Linked DNA regions of Gossypium hirsutum: region 2 is linked to region 1. The links are chromatin contacts, called in public Hi-C maps. All regions are on one chromosome and are shown on one strand. Each heading gives the region's core, a stretch centred on a gene start, on an enhancer-like site or on the middle of the called end of the contact. The rest is flanking DNA. Distances are from core to core; before and after follow the strand shown.

What was found. A called contact is a pair of places that touch in the nucleus more often than the background predicts.
Region 2: a Hi-C map of leaf shows a contact between it and region 1, with 1.8 times the contacts expected there. The contact joins the promoter of LOC107912132 here to the promoter of LOC107910472 in region 1. A contact is called at or near these places in 2 of 34 Hi-C or Micro-C datasets (leaf and petal).

The regions. Positions count from the first base shown.
Region 1 is chrD02:9,845,949-9,849,186 of Gossypium_hirsutum_v2.1, forward strand. It overlaps LOC107910472 (type IV inositol polyphosphate 5-phosphatase 3), which reads left to right and starts at 1,558. Exons shown (of 13, transcript XM_041088408.1): 1 at 1,558-1,859; 2 at 2,637-2,712; 3 at 2,854-2,885; 4 at 2,996-3,110. The coding sequence starts at 2,856.
Region 2 is chrD02:10,026,158-10,029,395 of Gossypium_hirsutum_v2.1, forward strand. It overlaps LOC107912132 (protein S-acyltransferase 8), which reads left to right and starts at 1,664. Exons shown (of 6, transcript XM_016840232.2): 1 at 1,664-2,050. The coding sequence starts at 2,012.

The sequences.
Region 1 (3,238 bases), core at 308-2,807:
TAAAGTTGTGTGATCAAACGTAAAATTATTAATAATTGACTGACCTTAAGTATAATTTATCCAAATATTATATAAAAATATATTTATAAAAAAAAAACGAGTGCTTGAAATTGTAAAATTGAGGCTCGGTTGGGTCTTTTCTAGATCTTTTATGAATTCTTAAATTAATTTTATAAATTTTATATAAAAATATAAAAAATTAAAACAAATTTATAATAATATTTTTTATTTTGTAAAAAGAAATAATTTTGTTGTCTTTGTTAACACTGTTTTAATAATGAATAAATGCATTGTGGTTGTCAAAGAAAGGGTCTGGAAGTTTTCAGTTTCCATTCATTGCAAGCAACTGATGTAATTAATGTGTTCTCTTTGAAATTTGAAATGTGGGTTCCAAAATATTTTTAACCTCTCAAAATATCATTGCAAAATTATTATTATTTAAAAAAAAGTATATTTAACACGATATCTACAGTGACGTACGATTAAGACGTAATTGAGTTGAATCCAGCTAAAATTAAAGAGGTTCAAGCTTGGGGCGATTTATCACTGATTTTTTTTTAATTTGAGAATATATGATGTTATTTTAAAATTTACTCGTATATATTGTTTTTTAAAAGAGAACTAGAGTTTTTTTTATTGACGTGATAGTAAAAACGGATCTTGTAAGACGTATTTTTTATTTTTTTCTTTTAAAAATTTATCTTCCAGGACATATTTTTACTACCACAATAAAATTGTAAGCTATAGAAAAATAAACATAGAACCAACTATATAAATTATAAATTAATGTTGTTTCATGTTCTTCATTTTTTGTGTTTAATTTTTTTATATATTTAAATAGATAAAATAATAATATATCAAGTAAATATCTTTAAATTTTTTTAATCAGAAACTATTCAAACCCACATTCTATAATTTTTTTAATTTATAAATACGTGAAGCATAAATTAAAAAAATATAAATTAAGAATTTACATATAATATATGTAAAACAAGAGTCGAATTTAATATTTTAAAAGCTTTCAAGACTTTAATCTTGCTATTAATATAATGTGCCATTAATTATTATTTTATTTTTTAAAATTATTGTTAATAATAATTTTATTTTGTTTTTATCTTTTATTTTATTTTATGTTTTTAATATTTTATGTAAATATATGCTAAATACTTTAATATTAACTTAATTATAAGATCAAATTTGTAATGAATTCTTTTTCTTTATTTGTATATTTTTATATATATATTGACAATGTTATTGGTTGAGTTGATGTTACTAGTTAATCAAGATTGATGATAATATCATGATAAATATTTATAGTGTATTTAATATTTTTAATTTGAAATATTTATGTATTTAAAATTTATTTTACTCATTATTTCATATAATTTTTTATTTTAATATAGTACATATTGCATATATTATTACTAATTAATTTTAAAATATATGTTTAATTATTTATTATATCTTATTTTTATAAGAAGAATTTTTTATTTTTTATTTATAAAAAAAATAAATACGGATATATAAAAAAAAATTGAATGGAGATCAGCTTACAGCCGCTACTAAGTGTTTGCAACATGCATAAATGACAGATCTGCCAAAGAAGAACCAAACAATTTTGCTCTTTGAATAAACCAAATACGAAGAGAAAGTAAAACGCTCTGCTTCTCGCTGCAGAGAAAAAGGAAAAAAAATCCAATATTTTTCCCCTTTCCCCAGAAACTTAAGGAAACTTCAAACTTGCCTCTTTTAGGGAGCAAGTGCTAAGCAGATCAAGTTTCATTTTCTCGGAAATTTCAGTTTTTCCTTTTCTGTTTCTTCTACAGAAGCAAAGTTGATTCAGTCATCAAGCAAAACAGGTATGAATCTCTTCGATTCTTTATTTTCATTTTTCTTAACATTTGATTCACTCATTACATAGCAGTCACACACTGCTTGTTCTTCTGCAAATGAAATCTAACATTGTATTTCAAATGTATATATATATTTATATATACGTATATAAATGGAGGAAAAGATACTTATGTAGGAGACGGCTATACTGTTGATTAATTTTCAAGAGAGATTAATTAAGTTGATTTTCAATTTTAAAAAAAATTAAATCGATCAAACTGACCGATTCCACACCCACAATATTAGTTTACACCGTCACGAATCAAAGACTACAAAATTCAAATTCATAATATTTTTTTATTATGTGTTGGAAAAAAGAGAGATTATTTTGAAAAAAAAATAAGTGTTAAAAGAAAAAAAAAGGAAATAGATCGATAGTTGAGCATTATTGACATCTCCACTATGACATGTTTACTTAAAACTGATTTTTTTATTCTTAATTTTGAAAATCAAAAGGAATTGAATCAGTAAAAATTGATATTATATATTTAATTTTCTTTAACACTTAAAATTATTTTATTAAACAAAAAATATACTTGTTTTATAACAGGAAAGGATAAGAAGTACATAATATCAAAGTATTTTATCATTCGTTACAAAAAAAAGAAGAAAAAGAGAGTAGTTTGTCGTTACACTATAACCGCGGATGATTCCAGAAACAGTCATTTGCTAATTAAATTTTTTTTTTTGGTATAAGCTTAAAACCTATCCAATTGGATTGAGAGAATTTGAAATTTTGACAGATTTGACACCTAAAGTTTTAGTAGTAATAATCAGTTGAAAGCCGGCCAGCTCACTACTTTTATTTTCCCACCAAAGGTAGTTACTGCTGACCTTCCCCTATTGCTTTTCATTTATTTTCCCTCTTCCTATTTCCGGTTGACTTTGGCTTCCATTGTTGTTTTTTTTTTGTTCATCTTCTTCTTTCTTCATTTCTTTACTTATTTTTTGGATACACAGCCATGAGACAAGGTTCAAAACACCATTCAGAGGTATTTTTTTCTTTATCTTTGGCTCTTTTTTTTTTAATATGGGATATCTAAGAGAGGATTTACAGAGAAGTTGGGCTGAAATCTGCTGTTTTTGTTGCTTCTGCATACAGCACTTTTGGCCAAGTGCTTTCATGCGGAAATTGCTGAACATCACTCCCAGAGGCTCCGATTACAGCGCTGATACTGAAGAAGAAGATGACGTTGGTTCTGATTCTGAAACCGAAGGTAACTTTCATCGTTTTCTTCAAAATTTGGATTTTCCACAGTTTTTTTTAAAAAAGGAAACAGTTTGCGAGGCAGAAAAATTAAATTGTATATTTTAAAGATAGCACCATTTTAATACTCTAAATTTT
Region 2 (3,238 bases), core at 414-2,913, 180 kb after region 1:
TTTTATTCATCAAGGTGATGAAATTGAGTGGGGTTGAACAACCATTTTGGCCCAATTTTAGTTTCTTGGGTGGCCATGGAAGCAATGTTGAAGCTTGAAATTGATACCCTCCGTCCAACTCATTTCATATAATTTTATAATTCCTTAGAATCTCGCACTTAAAAAAATTTTAAAAAATTGGTCCAAATAATTACATTATCTTTAATTATTTTTTTTATAAATTATTAAACTAACAATTTTTGCCAATTATTTTCATAGAAATTACTTATTTTCATTAAGTAGAACAATCAAATGAGAGATTAGCTCCTCAGTAAAATTTTATATAGAGATGGGTTGGATTAAATTATTATTAGGGAGATTGTGCCTAAGATTGAAACATTTTTCTACTTTCAGTTTTTTTTATTAATATCAAATTTGTGTAGAGACTCGACCAAGATAAATTATTAAGGCCCCATTCTCCTCTGCTTAATTGATAAGATTTTATATGCAAAAACACTTTTCCATCAAAAGCAATAAAGAACACACTTAATTTCGTACCAAATTTTTAACTTATTGCAGGTGCTTTTGAGCATATAAAAAGCAAAAAAATTTAGTTTTTTCAGTTAAAAAGTGCTTTTGGGCTGTTCTTTTACATTTTTAGCCACACACATTTGAGAAAGAAATAAGGCTGGTTCTTCTCTGCTAGTGTTGGTGTTCCCCACGGCTACTTTTTTTCCTCCAAATTTTGTTCTCTGCTGGTGCTGTTGTTCCTCTGCTTGCTGGTTCTTTGTTCCTCTACTGGTTCTAATTAAATTTAGTAAATAATTAATATTAATTACTTAGAAATATTTAAAATTAATATTATATATTAAAATATTAACAATAAGTTATAATAAATTATTTTTTATATTTTTACTAAAATATCATAATACTAACTAATTTGAACATTATTTAAATGCATATTTGTTACTTTATAATATCATGTCTAAAATGGACATTTTATTCTTCAAAAATACTTTTTGACAGTAATACCAAATATTCAAATTTTTTAAAAGCACTTCTCCACAACACTTTTCAAAAGCAAAGAAGAACTGATCCTAAGGGAGAAAACGAGAAAACAAGCGAAATGTATATCAAAAGTCGGAATATCTATATAAAAGATTTTCAAAATGTGTAAAGTAGATGAATAAAATTTACAATTAAACCACAATATTAGCAAGGGCAACAAAATCTAGTACACTAAGGTTCCATTTGGTGCACATTGGATCTCCTCTGCAAGCCGGCAGAAAACTCCGTCGTGGGTTATAATTTTTCTTTTTAAAATCTTGTAATATTTAAAGACTTTTTTTGTCTGTGTTGAAATTTGAAATTTAATTTAAGTTTTTAATTTTATATATACAATAATTAAATATTTTCAAATAACTTAATAAAAAACGAAATATTTGTTGCAGTAAATATTTGGGCAAAACGCAGTAATTTAGCACTAGATTCTTCCTTTACAGTTTTCGATGACTTCAATAAATAAAAGGAAAGAAAGAAAGAAAATTCCTGGTATACTTGCCCCAATAAGATGACGCCACCTCATCTTGGCCACTCAGAGCTGGACAATTCTAACCCCAAAAAGTTCACTTTCAATTCGAAAAAGATGATAAAACGACGCAACATCAGCCAACACTCACAGGGTTTGCAAAATAAATTTAGTTGTATTTTAAAATTAAAACATTATTATATAGAATTAATTTATTTTATTTTTCTTTGTTATTAAATACCTAAAAGTAAGAGGGTTCAACACAGGCGTTTTGCGGATTCAATCATCACCCAATTGAGTACGATTCTTTCAGTGTGTGCTTGTGAAGGTTATCGCGAGGAGAGGTTTTTGGGATTTTCTGTCTTTTTTTTTCAAAAATAGAAATATATATATATTTTTTTAAATGAACTGAAACTCCCGCACAAGTTTCAAATCCTCCCAACTCAGTTCAAGCCTAGTTCAATAAAGCTACAGTAGGGAAGAAGAGGCTTTGAAGTTTCTCTAATGGAAAAGAGAGTGTATGAAGTTTGGAAAGGAAGTAATGTAAGGATGTTCAGTGTTTTTTTTTTCAACTTTTGTCGATTTTTTATTGAAATGCACGGTTTTTGGTATCTGGGTATTTGTTAGATTTGTTTGGTTTGTAGAAAAATGAGTTAGTTTTAATTTGGTTTAGTTATTAGTAGGGTTTTTAGGTTTTGGGTTTTTTTAATCAGTTGACAATTCTTTCTAGTTTTTTTTCCTGCTAGTTGGATTTTTGGTGCTATGAATTAATGATAATGCGAAAATGGGGAAAGCATGGAGAAAATAGTGAACTCTTTACTTTTCTGGGGGGCTGTTTTTGACTGTTTGTTTTGCATTTATGAAGTTAGGCAAAGAGCTTGGTTAATGTTAGTGAAGCATTTGTTATTTACTCTTTATGACCAAATGGAGGAAAATCTTTGGCTTTGAATAACAGTCAGTTATGGATTGTTGACTAGAGGTATGGAATATAGCCTTACAGTTTTTAGGTTGAGTTGGTGTGCTTTTATGCCGAATTACTTTGGGGAAAGTAGACTGAATCCATGCTTGATACATGGTTGGTTCTAATGTATTTTTGCATTGAAGGGTGCCATGTGTGTTTTGTATCAGTCGTGAGAACTCTAGCACTACTTTTATGTGTTATTAAGGGTTTGAACCTCATCTCCCAATGTTTTGAGAGAAATGGCATCGATGAAGTAAGTATAATTATAATGTTACTAAGTTCTTGTAAATGTGGAAGACCAAATGAGACAGGTTCTCTTCTGTTCTAATTAACTTCTCCCTAATTTGAAACCTTAATAATCAAGCTGTTGCTTTTCCAAGTTTGGTGACTGCTTGGATATACTTGTTACTTTATTAGTGCAGCGATCTCTAGATCAAAAGGAATGCTTTTGTGCAGGAACCAGTGCAAAAGTATTGTTTAATGGTAGAAGGAGGAGTAATGTGGTTCTAGTTTGTGATCAATTTTTGAGAGGAATGACTACATTTGTTGGAAGTTACGGGTCAGATTTTCAGTCCCTAGCACCCCTATCCTCCAGGAAAAACAAGATTAAAAAAAGTTGTGAAACTTTGTGTTGCACCTTTTCCAGAAGCCCCATGACCATAATTTTTTTGGTCTTTTAAGGAACTTGTATATGGTACTTGTGGTAATGTTTCTTCCATACCCTTGTTTGGTCCAGCTTTAGCTTTGTAGAGTAGTGAAGTTGTTCAAAG